Regions from separate parts of the Sus scrofa genome. Here regions 1 and 2 are each linked to region 3. Evidence: chromatin contacts called from public promoter capture Hi-C data. All regions are on one chromosome and are shown on one strand. Each heading gives the region's core, a stretch centred on a gene start, on an enhancer-like site or on the middle of the called end of the contact. The rest is flanking DNA. Distances are from core to core; before and after follow the strand shown.

What was found. Promoter capture Hi-C pulls out the DNA fragments that hold promoters and counts their contacts.
Region 1: a contact with region 3 is called in a promoter capture Hi-C map of fetal liver, with 3 times the contacts expected there. The contact joins the promoter of LOC100153598 here to the promoter of NISCH in region 3. A contact is called at or near these places in 1 of 5 promoter capture datasets (fetal liver) and 1 of 2 datasets of contacts at active chromatin or transcription factors (skeletal muscle).
Region 2: a promoter capture Hi-C map of liver shows a contact between it and region 3, with 3 times the contacts expected there. The contact joins the promoter of POC1A here to the promoter of NISCH in region 3. A contact is called at or near these places in 1 of 5 promoter capture datasets (liver) and 1 of 47 Hi-C or Micro-C datasets (embryonic fibroblasts).

Annotation. Positions count from the first base shown.
Region 1 is chr13:35,016,104-35,020,948 of Sscrofa11.1, forward strand. LOC100153598 (store-operated calcium entry regulator STIMATE) reads right to left here and starts at 1,707. Exons shown (of 10, transcript XM_021068951.1): 1 at 1,416-1,707. The coding sequence starts at 1,575. It overlaps SFMBT1 (scm-like with four MBT domains protein 1), which reads right to left. Exons shown (of 22, transcript XM_021068955.1): 22 at 4,524-4,845.
Region 2 is chr13:34,304,938-34,309,721 of Sscrofa11.1, forward strand. POC1A (POC1 centriolar protein homolog A) reads right to left here and starts at 3,159. Exons shown (of 11, transcript XM_021068878.1): 1 at 2,764-3,159.
Region 3 is chr13:34,593,955-34,598,633 of Sscrofa11.1, forward strand. NISCH (nischarin) reads left to right here and starts at 1,834. Exons shown (of 21, transcript XM_001925354.5): 1 at 1,834-2,070; 2 at 4,141-4,224. The coding sequence starts at 1,975. TNNC1 (troponin C1, slow skeletal and cardiac type) reads right to left here and starts at 366. Exons shown (of 6, transcript NM_001130243.1): 1 at 334-366. The coding sequence starts at 357.

The DNA of each region.
Region 1 (4,845 bases), core at 457-2,956, 420 kb after region 3:
GAAGATGTGGGTTCGATCCCTGGCCTAGCTCAGTGCGTTAAGGATCTGGTGCTCCTGGGGCTGTTGTGTAGGCCAGTGGCTGCAGCTCCGATTCAACCCCTAGCCTGGGAACCTCCATATGCTGCAGGTGTGGCTCTAAAAAGACAAAAAACAAAACAAACAAACAAAAAACCCCAGTCTCTTCAGGGTTATCTAAAGCCTGGGAGAATTCACCCAAATAAACCCTGCATCATAAACAAGCAAAGCTGCAACTCTGGCAACTGGACGCTACATGACACAAGCACACACCACCAGAATCCTTCCCAGATGCCAAGGAGCATACTTTCTGCAGGAACTTCCCACTCTGCCCACGTGAACACAGTGGGGAAGTTTTGAGAACAAGTCATTTTGGAATTAATGCTTCTGTAAATATTTATGACCCCTCCTTCCTCAAAAATGCAATCATAAGGGCACTAGACTTCTTGTTACTTTAATAAAGGATATGCATTAAGAAAACAATATAATCCCTCACCACATGGCATACATGACATGCTGGAACTTCTAGTTTTCCAAAGGCAATCTGGGACTTTCTTCCCCCTCACGAAACTCTGAAGGAAGGTCCCCTGGTGACTTAGCACAGGGATTCCAAGACCTCCTCAGACCCTGAATCTGTTTCTCCATTAAGCTCCTAAGTTGCCCAGGTCTCTAGGAAAGGAAGGATACTTGAAATGCAAATAAAGGTGGATTGGGAGAGAGAAGAGCCAGGGGAGACTTGAGATGTAACTTAATTAGCAAAGCTTGGGACATATATGAAACAGGTGGGCCTCTTCAGGGAAAGGAGAGGAAAAAGGAGATGTGGGGAAGAAGGCAGTATGGGTGAGTCCTACTCTGACAGAAACAGAAAATTAATCTCGGTGACAGGGGCCGGGAGGGGGCGAGAGCCCTTCTGGAAACGGATTGCGGGGGGCCTAACAAGCCAGGGGCCCACCAGGTGCAAACCGGAGAGATTAAGTCTTGGAGAAGTGAAGGTGAAGGAAAAGACTCATTATCAGACTGGAGATTTAGGGATGAGGATTCAAAGCGCGAAGGAGAGGCTAAGATGAACCTATAAGAGGGGGCAGAAAGGAATATGCCACCCGGGGGTCATGGCCGCAGGCTGGAAATTGGAGTAGCTTTAATTCGCACTGACACGGTTGAGGGGGTCACCTCTGGCTAGAGGCTGCTGCGATAAGGCGAGGGACTCAGGACCTGGGTCGGGGGCAAGAGCTCCCCTTCGCCTGGGAATGCCCAGCCTTGGGCTCGCGGGAAGAGGGCACCTCCACCAAGGGCCCAGGACCCCAAGGCCTGAAATCCTCAGGCAGGAACGCCCCCGAGGCCGGGCTGAACCCGCGGCTCGCGGCGCAGGGTCTGAGGAGGGGCGGGGGTCCCGGACTCACGCAACAACGTGCTGAAGGCCACGACGCCGAGCAGCCCCTGCAGGAAAATGCCGAAACTGTGCATGAGTGCGCCGCTCTCGCAGCGGCCCGCCCCGGACGCGACGGTGGAGGGCGGCCCGCCTGGCAGTGCGCGGCTCGTGTTCCCGGCAGGGCCCTGCATGGCGACCCTGGCGAGGGGCGCAGGGCGCCGCAGCCCGCCCGCCCGGCCTCGCTGCCTGCGGGGTCCGCGACGCCCAACCCAGACTCCAAAGCTGGGAGCCGGTACCTACGCCCCGCCGCGGACTCGGCGCGGCGCGTAACCCGACGTCTGAGATCGCAGCGTCTGATTGGCCAGGCCCAGCGTTGGGGCGGGCTCTGGCTGCTTCAGCTCCCCCCCCCCCAGGGGTGGGGATCCAGCCGGCGAGGGGGCGGGGTCGCGGGTCTCCACCACAGGTGGAACCCTGTGAGCTGGGCTGCCACAACCCAGTTGAGAGCCCCGCCCCGGCTCCGAGTTCCAGGTCGGGAGGGTTGGAGCAGGGAAGATCTGTGGCTAAACTTTTTCTCCTCCAAGATAAACTCATTCCCTGAAGAATTTATTTAAAAATACTCCTGGATTCCACCCTCAGATTCCAATTCAGTTATTCTGAGATCGCGGGCAATAATTTGCATTATCGGCAAATAGCCTGGATTATTCTGAAGCAGGTCATTGAGTAAACAATCTGACTATGCACACAAATATATTCCTTTCAGCCTAGACGTTTGGCGTCTTTGCTGGGATCAATACCCTGGCCAAAGGCTCATCTTAGATTGATTAACCAAGCCCCAAGTCGACTCCCCCCCCAAAAAAACCCGTAATTTAAACTATTTAAATTTTAATCCAGTTGCCTTTATACATGCATGTGAACATATCCCCTTCTTGTTCATTTTGAACGTGATTCACAAAAGAAAACCAAGTTGCTGGACTTTTTCTCCAGAGCCTCCCTCCACACACGCATATATTTACTTACACCTACCTAACTCTGACTTCTTGGAACCTGCACTCTGCCTCTTCCAGGGCCTCTAATCCCTCTCCACTTTACCTACCCTCTCAGCCCTCTCTGTCTTTGCTCCCACACCTCTTGTTGGTGCTCTCCAGTGCCTGATCTTCCTGCTGATCGACTTAATACCAGTGTATGGTTAGTATTATTCCAGTAGACATTGTGGTACATTTGTTGAACATTAAACACTGTATCGAGGGAAATTTTCCCTAAAGATAGCCACAAGAAATTCCAATTACAAGAGTTCCTGCTGTGGCACAGCAGAAACGAATCCGACAACCAGGAAGTTGTGGGTTCGACCCCTGGCCTTGCTCAGTGGGTTAAGGATCTAGCGTTGCTGTGAGCTCAGGTGTAGGTCGTAGACGTGGCTGGTATCCCGCGTTACTGTGGCTGGCAGCTACAGCTCCGATTAAACCCCTAGCCTGGGAATCTCCATATGCCATGGGTGCAGCCCTAAAAAAAAAAAAAAAAAAGAAAAAAAGAAAGAAATTACAATTACATAAAAGGGTTAAATGCTATCCAAAAGCCTTCTTGGTTAATAGGAATTTTTTTTTTTTTTTTTTTTTTTTTTGTCTTTTTGCCTTTTCTAGGGCCACTCCCACGGCATCTGGAGGTTCCCAGGCTAGGGCTCTAATCGAAGCTGTAGCTGCTGGCCTACGCCACAGCCACAGCAAGGAGGGATCCGAGAGCTGCATCTGCGACCTATAACACAGCTCATGGTGACGCCTGATCCTTAACCCACTGAGCAAGGCCAGGGATCGAAACTGCAACCTCATGGTTCCTAGTCGGATTCGTTAACCACTGAACCAGGAGGGGAACTCCAGTTAATGGGAATATTAACTTGATTTTTCAGAGGAAAAATGCTACTGGCTCCCTACAGCCAACTCTCCAGCTTTCTCTTACAATGCACTTCCACATTTTTTTGTACCTTCACATGCATTCTAGTTGAATGGAATACTGTTCCCTTTTCCTTACTCTATGAACTGCCACTCATGCTTCAAGTCCTGCCTGATCTTCCTCTCCCTGTTGTACATTCACATTACTTTGTGTGAGCTGACCCACTAGAACTTTTCACACTGCTAAACTAGGTACACACCTCTCTCTCAGCTGAATGAGAGCCTCCTGAGGGCAGAAACTGAATTTTACTGACCCTTAAATCCAACATAGTACCTGGTACAAAAAGCATTCAACAAAATGCTTTTTAAATTAAACTGACTTTTAATTTATAAAATTTAAAACTCTCCACAAGTACTGACCATGGGAAAATACAGAAAATAAGGTTAAGAAAATAATAGGTTAAGGGAAAATTGCATTACTGTCTTTAAGTCTAAGAAGATCCCTTACAGGTATGCTCAACAGTTACAGTCCAGTTCAGCGAGAACCAAACAAAAGGATGTGTACTCAAAGCAGAAGAAATTATAGCTGGGCATAAGATTATTAATTGCTTGAAGACACAGCTCAAGGAAAATTGCACACAGAGCTGAAAAATGAAGTTTTTCACAAAGCAGTACTCTGCACATCCAGATGTGTTGGAATCCTAAGGCCTGTTGCTGCTGTGCCAAGGCAAATGTAAAGGAACAAGCAGTAGTCTTCAGAGATCAGGGGTAGAATCCCCAATGCTGGGAACAAGCTTGCTGTGAGAAATTCTGCTCTTCCTATCTTTCCTGAACCACAATTAAAAAGTACCAAAGTCCAGGAGTTCCCTGGTGGCTCGGCAGGTTAAGGATCCAGTGTTGTCACTGCTGTGGCTTGGGTCACTGCTATGGTGTGGGCGTGGCCAAAAAAAAAAAAAAAAGTACCTAAATTCAGAGGGGAAAGGATCAGATAGCAGGAGAGTGGGAAGAATTCTGGAAAGGTTCATTTTATTGAAGCAGGAAGGAACTTTCTCCTCCCTTCAGAGATGACTCTCTGAGGTCTGACTAGAAACAGTTTTGAAGGTTACTGTGGTCAAGATGCCTTTCTTGCTGTCAAAGAAAGTTAAATATAGCTTAAGACCTGTTTTAATTTTCTCACAACCACTTAAAACTGTCGTAATAGGACACAAGTTTATACATACTCTCATTTACAAACCAAAAAAAACCCACACAAAATATTCATTCAAAATAGTCATTTTTTAATCCCTTGAAGTTATACCATCAAACTTGATGGGAATTATTTAATAAGTATTTTTGTGCATATTTCTCCTTAAGTATACTTTATCCTCAGTGCATAACTTTTAAAATTAAGAGAAAAACAGCAGTCAGGAAGGATACAATGCAATATGCATTTCATTTTGTTCCAAATATGCAGCTTTAAAAAAAAAAAAATAAGGACAATATACATGAAACAAAGTACATCGGTTCCAACAAGTTAGAGAAAGAGGCCTAAGGACAGTGCTGGAACCAGCCAGAAGTCCCACTCTGGCAGGCCTCTGA
Region 2 (4,784 bases), core at 1,909-4,408, 290 kb before region 3:
ATACAAAATCAACACACAAAAATCAAGTATACCAGCAATGAGCAATGCGAAAAATAAAAGTGACAGCAATTTCATTTATGATACATAAAAAAGCAAAATACTTAGGAATAACTTAACAAAAGTGCATGACACACAGTGAGAAATAAAAAAACATCATTGAAAGAAGCTTAAAAAGATTCAGATAAATGGAAAGGCATCCCTTGTTCATAGTTTGGAAAACAATATTGTTAAGATGTAATATTCCCCAAATTGATCTACAGAGTCAAAGAAAATCCCTATCGCCTTTTTTTTTTTTTGCAGAAATTGACAAGCTAATGCTAAAATTCATATGAAATGTAAGACAGCCAGAACAGTCAAAACAATCTTTAAGGAAAAAAAAAAAGGAAAAACAGAAAACAACTTGGTGTTCCTTAAAAAGTTAAACACAGAGTTATCAAATGACCCAGCAATTCTAGGTAAATACTCTTAAGAAGTGAAAGCATTTTCATGCAAAAACTTGTACATGAAAAAAAAAACAACCGTGTATACAAATGTTCACAGCAGTGTTATTCATAATAGCCCCAAAGTGGACAGACTTCAATGTCCATCAACAGATATATGGATAAACAAAATGCGGCACAGCCATACAGCAAAATAGTTGTCAGTCATAAAAAGGAATTAAGTACTGACACATGCTACAACATGGATGAACCCTGAACACACTACACTAAGGAAAAGATGCCAGACACCAGACATTTTGTCTGATTTCATTTATACAAAATATCCAGAATAGGCACATCTATCTACAGACACAGAAAACAAATTTGTGGTTGACAAGGACTAAGGGGAAGGAGGGAATCGGGAGAAAGAGGAGTGACTGCTTAATGGATATGGGGTCTCTTTGGGGTGACAAAAATGTTCTGGAAATAGTGATGACTGCACAATATCGTGAGTACACTAAAAACCACTGAATTTTACACTTCAAAAGGGTGAATTTATGGTATGTGAATAATATCTCAATAAAGTTATTTTTCAAAAGATTCACCGAGAGAAAATGGGGGGTTTTCATCACCCTCCCCATTTAGGGATCAGATCCCATTCCCTCAATCCCACTGCAGACTGGCCAGTGAACCCAAAGGTCAGCCCTGAACAAGCCCCAGGTGGCTTCACCACCATCTCCAAGACACCCAACATCAGAGCAGCAGCAGCTTAGGAACATGTGGAGCTAATATTCCACAGACACTCTATCCAAGAGTAACTCATGTTTTAGCACTTGAAGAGTTATAGCCCAACCATGTAAACAACTCCCCCTACTCCAACATCAGAAACCTCAAAGGAGGGAGTTCCTGTTGTGGCTCAGAGGAAATGAATCTGACTAGTATCCATGAGGACACAGGCTCAATCCCTGGCCTCACTCAGTGGGTTAAGGATCTGGCAGTGCTGTGTGAGCTGTGGTATAGTCACAGATGCGGCTCGGATCTGGCACTACTGTGGCTGTGGCTCCAATTCGTCCCCTACCTGGAAACCTCCATATGCTGCAAGTGCGGCCCTAAAAAGACAAAAAAAAAAAAAAAGAAAAGAAACCTCAAAGAGGAGTTTCTGTCATGGCTCATCGGAAATGAAACCCAACTAGGAACCATAAGGTTGTGGGTTCAATCCCTGGCTTCTCTCAGTGGGTTAAGGATCCAGCGTTGCCGTGAGCTGTGGTGTAGGTTGGCTAGTAGCTGTAGCTCCAATTAGACCCCTAGCCTGGGAACCTCCATATGCCTCAGGGGCAGCCCTAAAAAAGACCAAAAAAAAAAGAATCAGAAACCTCAAAGAAACATCTTGGAGGCACCAGGGAGCCCAGCAAACCTACTCCTGAGCCAGAGCAAGGCCACTGCCACTCCAAAAAGCTGTAACCAGAACAAAGGCTCCCATGGCCCCATGCCCAGCTCCACCCCAACACACCTGCCAGAATCCTTTCAACAAGAGAGGGAAAAGCACAACAGGTGGGCCCAGAACAGAGCAGTAACTGCTCCACCTGAGCTTCTTGGAAAAACAAAGGTAACATAGTGCCCATCTCTAGAGGCAAGTTCAGATCCACCCTTAACCAGGGGACCCATGAAATCTTCCAACACCCTCTCTTCCATTCCTGCAACTTGCTGGTTCCTCGTCTCCCCCAAAGGGGTTTATATTTTGGGGTAGGGGAAAGAACATCAAATTAGGGTTCAAAAGGCCTGGTTCCTAAGGAAGCCAACAGGCCACCATCCAGCCACCTTGACTCTCAACCCAAGCCAGAGGACCAAGCAGGTTGAGGTTCAAAACAACCTCTCAAAAACAGGGGCTTCGGAGTGCTCCCCTCTGGCCTCCGAGAGGGCATCCTGGTTCAAGTTACACCGCAGGCCTAGGCCGTCCTGGGCATCCTGGGGCCTGCTGTTCCCACACGTCGTAACAGGGTGCACCCTCAACAAGCCCCCATTCAGCTACCCACTGCTCAGGAAAACAAGACTGAAGCCACACAGGCCCGGCGCTGATCCCAGGTCAGACGTCCCAGTCGGGCAGTACTAATGTCTCCTCCGCGGAGATACAAATCCTAAGAATAGAGACTGGTTCGTTAGCCCTGGCAACCGGCACAGGGCCTGGCTCGCAGGAGGCGTTCGCTAGATGCCCCGACCCATCGCACCCTGCACAGACTGTAAACTAGGGCAGGAGAGGACCGCACGGAGCCCTGCGCCCGGCCAGGCGCCCACTGTCCTCGTGGGGAGACTAAGGCCCGGGCGGCAGCCGCTGGCAGGAACTTACCGGGTAGGGCGATGCCATGGCGGGGCTGGGAGCGCCCAAGGCGCCGGAGGAAGCAGCGGCTGCCGTTGAGGCGCGTTCAGTTTCCGCGCCCCCAACCGCCGCCAATAGCAACGCGGGTCGCTTGGCCCCGCCCCGCCCACCGCAATTAAAGGAGACTGGGCGCCTCGGCTTTTTGCACCCGGGACCGGAAGGAGAGTTGACCGAGTCCACTGTCTCCGCGTCCAGCACCACCAAGCCAGGCAGCCTACGGACGGCGTCGCTAAAGGCCTGTGTCCACCGTCGCTCATTCCCCCTGAGAAATTAAAAAGCCCAGGATGAAGTGTTCGCCCCGCCGACGGGTAGTCCGGTTAAGGCTAAGGCGAACACAGCCTTCTGGGAAATGCAGTTCCTCGATTCCCGCATCCTCCTGTCGGGAGGAAGGTGGGACTACATTTCCCAAGATGCCCTAAGGCCTGATTAACCAACGAAAGAGAACCTTTTAGGATCCCGGAGATGGAGGTACTTGGCTCATTGTATCTGCGTCCTTTTTTTTTTTTTTCTTTTTTTTTTCCCGTGGGCGCGGCGCCTGGCACTTGGAAGTTTTTGGGCCAGGGATAGAACAAGGCCACAACAGCGACCCAAGCCGCTGCAGTGTCTACGCAGGATCCTTAACCCTCTGCCGCAAGAGAGCGCCGTGTCTGTGTCCTCTTAAAGCGCTCGGATGGCCGGCTTTTCTCTCAGTACCCCATTTACAGCCAGTTATTCACTCTTTGGGAATTCTTTAAGTGGTTCACTCCTCTGAACGCGCTTAAAACAAGTGTCGATTTAAAAGAACACAAATCGAGTTCCCCCGTGGCGCAGTGGAAACGAATCCGACTAGGAACCATGCATGGGGTTGTGGGGTCGATCCCTGGCCTTGCTCAGTGGGTTAAGGATCTGGCTTTGCCCTGAGCTGTGGTATGGGCTCCAGATGCTGCTCGCTTCCTATGTCTGTGGCTGAGGTGTAGGCCGGCAGCTGTAGCTCCTATTAAACCCCCCAGCCTGGGAACATCCATATGATGCAAATGCGGCCCTAAGGAACAAAAAATAAAAATAAAAGAACACAAATAACTCGGAATCACATCCATGGAGTGGAGAGGCCTGGGTTCTATTCCCAGTTCTTGCCTTGATTGGCTGTATGACCTCAGGAAAAATAACACTGCTCCGAGGCCCTGTTTCCACATTAGTAATATAGGAAAGGGTGAAGGCAGCCTGGCTCTCTCTTCTCCTGAGAAGCCTCTTGTAAACTACATGTAAATTATGTGTGTGTTTAAAAGAGGAGACAATCCAGAGGTCTGGCCACCAGAGGCCATCCTTGCTCACTTTTCTGCTGTCCCTCCACCTTTCTTCTATCCTGCCTAACTCTGGGCATCTTCCCAACCTGGATCTGATCTGAACTGGACATTTTTGCAAGATTTGGGATCCTTCCATCACCTACCCAGGCTAGATTGGCTACTAAGATCTGGCCAGGCCCTTAGGTTTCTCACTACATACTGAGACCTAAGATGATGTCCCTGAACCAGCAAACCAGAGCCCCGTTGAGTGAACTCAGAGACTGGCAGTGGAGGGACCTAGCATGTAGAGGGGTGAGCCTCTTCTTTGGACCTGGAAGGTCTAGGGCCAGACACAAGAAATAGATACATTTAATCCATCTTCACTGTAATTTGGCTTAAAATTGGTTCCTGTATGTTAAAAATGTTCAGGCTAACTTAAGTTACACACTACGAAATTCTCCTTAAAACTAGCATCACTTATACATACCCAGAGATTGTTCAGCACTGTTCAAATGGCCATTTGCAAGCTTTCCCACCAATGTTTGCATCTTATTCAGCTGTTCTCTGGCATACTGGCAAAACATTTAAAGTGAGAAAGCTAAGGAAGAAAAAAATCAAATTTAAAAAAAAAAAAAAAAAAGGAGTTCCCGTGTGGCTCAGTAGGTTAAGAATCAGATTAATATCCATGAGGATTCGGGTTCGATCCCTGACCTTGCTCAGTGGGTTAAA
Region 3 (4,679 bases), core at 584-3,083:
GGAAGGAACAAAGAGATGGAAAGAGACTAGAAACAGCAAAAGTCCAGAGACCAGTGACGTAGACTAGAGACATTTGGAGACAGGGGCAGACATGATGCCAAAGCTGCGACATCTTCCTCCACCCACCCTGACAGCTACCCACAGACCCTAAACTCCTCACCCCTTCCACACCCTGGAATGCCAGCCCCACCAGCCCCTGAGGGCCTGGGTTGAAAGTACGTGGTCCCTCTCCTGGATTCCCACCATCTCCTTCAGGTGACCTTGCCCCCATCATGAGCTGAATGAGCCCCCTGTGGGCCCGCCACCCCAGCCCTGCCCAGGCCCATCCCTCACCGCAGCCTTGTAGATGTCATCCATACTGGCGGCTCACAGGGCAGGCTGCTGAGGTTGCCAGCAGCGGCCCTCGGCTTAAATAGCCCTGCCCCGCCACATTCCCGGCCCAGCCCACCCCTGCCTGCCGTATCCTCCACTCCCTCCCCTGGACCTGGTGATCTCACACTGGCCTGAGTCCCTGTGTCCTCCGCCCAGGGCAAGGAGAAGATGAAGGGCTATAAGGACCAGGTCTCTCTCCCTCTGTCCTCCATCTCCCCAGGGACTCTCCAGAAAAGTTTTTTGAAAAAATGAAAACATAAGCCCAGGACAGACGGGAGCTGTGTACAGGGGCCTCGCCTGGGGCCCACTATACTGCAGCTCCTGTCTGCCCCGGAGGTGAGGCCCCTATACACAGCAGCTCAACCCCTATCCAATCAAGGGAATAGGTGAGGCTCCTGGAAGGACTTGCTTGAGGTCTGGCTGACGTGGCAGCTCCTAACTTAGGTTAAACCTCTCTGGAGCAGGGGCAACACTATGTAAGGAGAGGGTGGGAGAGCAGAACCCTCAGAGAAGCCTCGAATGCCAAGTTCAGAGTACGGTGCTGTGGTACTAGTGGAGAAGGAAGGCACTGACCTACCTCAGGAGAGTATGGGCTGGAGCCTTTCTGCCAAGGGTGCCAGAGAAGCCCTGCCTGAGACCTCTCATCTCCCCAGGGAGAGAAGTACTAGCTCTGGGCTTGACTGCATTCAATCAATCATTCAACAAACTCACCCTCACAGATGCCCCATCTGTGTAAGACTGTTCCCCTGAAGTTGGTTTACCACCTCTCTCTTCTAGATCTGGGTCTTCCCCTGGGTTAAGGCTCCTTCTCTGCCTGTGCTCCAGTACTGCAGTTCCTGGGTCCAGAGCCAATCTATCGCCCCCTCATTTTGAGCTCTAGTAGAACACCAGCGGGGGTCTTGTGCCAGATGGCCAGCACATAGCCATTGCTTCCACCTAACTCAACACCTTCTCGCAGAACTCACACCAGCTCCCTGCCTTGCCTGCCAGGCGTTTGCGTGGACTAGCCCACTCAGTTCTCTGGAAGCCCATGTGACATAGATCTGAGTCTTGGAGAGGTTAAGAACTGACACAATTATTCTGTCCTGCTTGCATTCTAAGCCCCAATTTTTCTTCTCCTTTAGCCTTCTTGTGCTCAACTGGGAATGAGCCCAAGAGGAAGGTGAGAGGTAACCACTGCCTCTTTTCTGGAGAAGGAAACTGAGACCAAGCGAAGCAGTGACTCGCTTCAGGTACGCCGGAAGGTGCGGGGCCATTGGTCCTTCCTTCCTGGGCACTGACTGGCAATTCCCAGAGCAGTTCCCGCCCGGAGCCTCAGTTTCTCCCCCGCTGCTAGGAGCGCGGCGGGCGGGGCCAGGCAGGTACAGATTACGCAAGTGGACCTTCCCGGGCAGCCTGCGCACGCGCGCCATTGGCAGCTGCTGTCAATTACGCGCGAGGGGCGGAGCTGGGCGGGGCGCGAGGAGGCGGCCGGTCCAAGATGGCTGCTTGGTGAGCAGCGTGGGGCGGGGGGCGGGGGCCGTCGGGGGGCGGTGGGACGCTGACCCCGCCCCCTGCTGCTGCCAGTCTGCTCCGGGCGGCGGCGGCGACCGAGCCCGGAACATGGCGGCCGCGGCGCGCAGCTTCGGGCCCGAACCGGAGGCCGAGCCGGCCAAGGAGGCTCGCGTCGTGGGCTCTGAGCTCGTGGACACGTATACGGTGTGCCGAGGGCCCCGGTGCCTGAACTAGGGGTGGCGGCTGGAACCCGATTTCAGAGTTGGGAGGTTGGGGAGGGAATCTGGGCCCAGCATCTGAAGAGGAGGAGGTGGGGGACTGCGATTTTGAAGTGGGGACCTGGAATAGCGGAATCTGGGGAAGGACCCTGGGCCCTGCAGGTAGGGAAAGAGGGTCCTGGGGTGGGGCCCAGGGAGGGGGCCTGGGAAGTGTACGCGTTTAGAAAAGCAGGATAGGGTTGGGGAAAGATTAGAGGATAAAGGGGGTCTGCGGAAGACAGGAGTCGGGTTGAGGCGGCGGTCCCTCTAGATCTTCTAGGCCTTGAGAGGCGCCGGCCTGGGAGGACGTGACAAGGGGTCTGGAAGGAGGGGAATTAGGGAAAGGGTCTCTGATGGATGAAATCTGCAGAAAGGGTCAGGGCCCTGCGGGCGGGGGCGGAGGAGACGGGGCCTTGACGTGGGAGGCCTGAGGTTGCAGTTGAGATTTGCTCTAAAAGTGAAGGGGGGCTCAGGTTCCTTGGGGCTCTGGCAGAAACAAGAATGGGGTAAGGGTGGAGCCTAGACACCGGCAATTGAAGGGGTGGCTCAGGGCTGAAAGCTTAAAACCGGGGAACCTTAGGGATCTTCATGGCTTTGGATTATGGGGGTGAGTTGGTGCTGTAAACTGCCCACGCACACTTCAGAGCTACGGGGGTGATGGAGGACAGCAAAGGGGGCAGGTTCCAGACTGTGATGAGTTGGAGGCCCTCCTGGGTCTGGATGGGATTGGGCACCTGGCCTACAGGCCAGGTTGGCTGCCTGGCAGGGACTGAGCATCTGAGCACCTCCCAGACTCCTGTCTTTTGTTCCTGGAAGGTGGGAAGTATGTGGGGGGCTTTGGCCCTGCCTTCGCCCCATCCTTTTGGACCTCATCCTAACCCTCCTCCAGGGTCATTCTTTCCTGTACTGGAGGGAGGGGATGGAAACTGCCAGGCTGGGTAGAGAGGCTGGGGACTAATTCTGTAGCAACAGGCAGGCCCTGGAGAAATGGCTGCTCCTCCATGGATGCTTAGGCTGAGTTGATTACTTTCTCCTCCCCCTTCCCTGCTTGCTTCAGGGAGGGGCGGGACCCTAGGACCAGGGGTCCTCATCCAGGTGAAAGTTGAGGTCTCTGAGTTGATGCCTGGCCGGCAGTCATGCAGCCACTGCATTCAGCTGGAGGATAAGCTCCAGAAAGCTCTCCTTATTCCGCAGGGCTGAGTCCCTCCTCTGAATGGTTGTCAGGGAGATGGTGACCTAGACTGACCATACCGTTTTGTGTCCTTTTGTCCGGGTATGCTGAGTTGAATATTAATGCACCTACCTTTGGTTGAACACTTGCTACATGTCAGGCCTTATATAAAGCATTTTGAATGCATTATCTTATTTGATTCTTAAATCGACCAGATTTTAAGATGGAGGAACTGAAGCTCAGGGAGAACTTAGGCTCTCAGCCACTTACGTAAGTGACATACATAAACCATAGCCAAGAAATGCCAGAACCTGATTCTGAACCCAGATCTTCCTTGACTCCAAGACCCGTTTCTTTTCTGTTAGGGCTTGATTGTCTATCACCATTCTCTGCCGCCCTCCCCTCAGCTTCTTAGTGCCTTGACTCCTAGCTCAGCAGCAGAAATAACAGCCATGAACATGAATCCACAGCTGAGAGCACTGGAAAAGGACTTGCTTCCAGGATATACGCAGAGCACCTGGGAAAGAATTATAGCAGAAAAGCTGGTGCTGCCAAACCTGACCCTGTTTTGTCTCCCTTAGAGGAAATGGCCTTCTTTGCCTGCAGCACAGATTGGATTGGGCTTTGAATTACATGGAAGTTGGAGTTAAAAAACAAAAGAGATGGCTCAGTATAATGGCCATCTTTTCCGTCCCTCACTGTTGGATAGAACTCACATTTATCTAATGTGCCTGCCAGATCCAGTTCTAGGGCTGTGGAAGAGGCTGAGAGGGAGCCCTGCTTCTCAGTAGGGGTCAGGGACTTCTTGTTGCTAGCTAGGCAAGGGCTATCGGTTTTCCCTTTTAGGTTTACATCATCCAAGTCACTGATGGGAGCCATGAATGGACAGTCAAGCACCGCTACAGTGATTTCCATGACCTACATGAAAAGGTAATCCTTGAGAACTGGGGTCCTGTGTCTGAGGCCTTGGGGGGCTTCTAGGCCAAGTTCCCATTGTGCCATGCATTGGTTTTAGGGCAAAACAGGCTCCGTGCCAGTTACATTAAACAGTTTATTAATGTAACTGAAAAAAAACCCCAAAAAACCTGTTAGATCCTGGGAGTCCAACCCTTGCATGAGGCAGTGCTCAAAGAACAAATTTTAACTTCAGTTTTAAGACTGCCAGTCCTAGTTTGGATGTGAGGTGCCAGGACAGCTTCCTGGGGAGGGAACAGGTTTGAACTTGTTCCACCTGACTATACCTATTCGAGAACGTGTGCTTTAATATCTGGCTGTGATTCCATTTCTTCGTTTGTTTTTGGCAAGAGCTGCCTTTTTCTGGGTTGTTTGCATCACGAGTGTCTTAAAGATAGGCCACCGCTCTGATTGGGTTTCTTTCTGGCTTG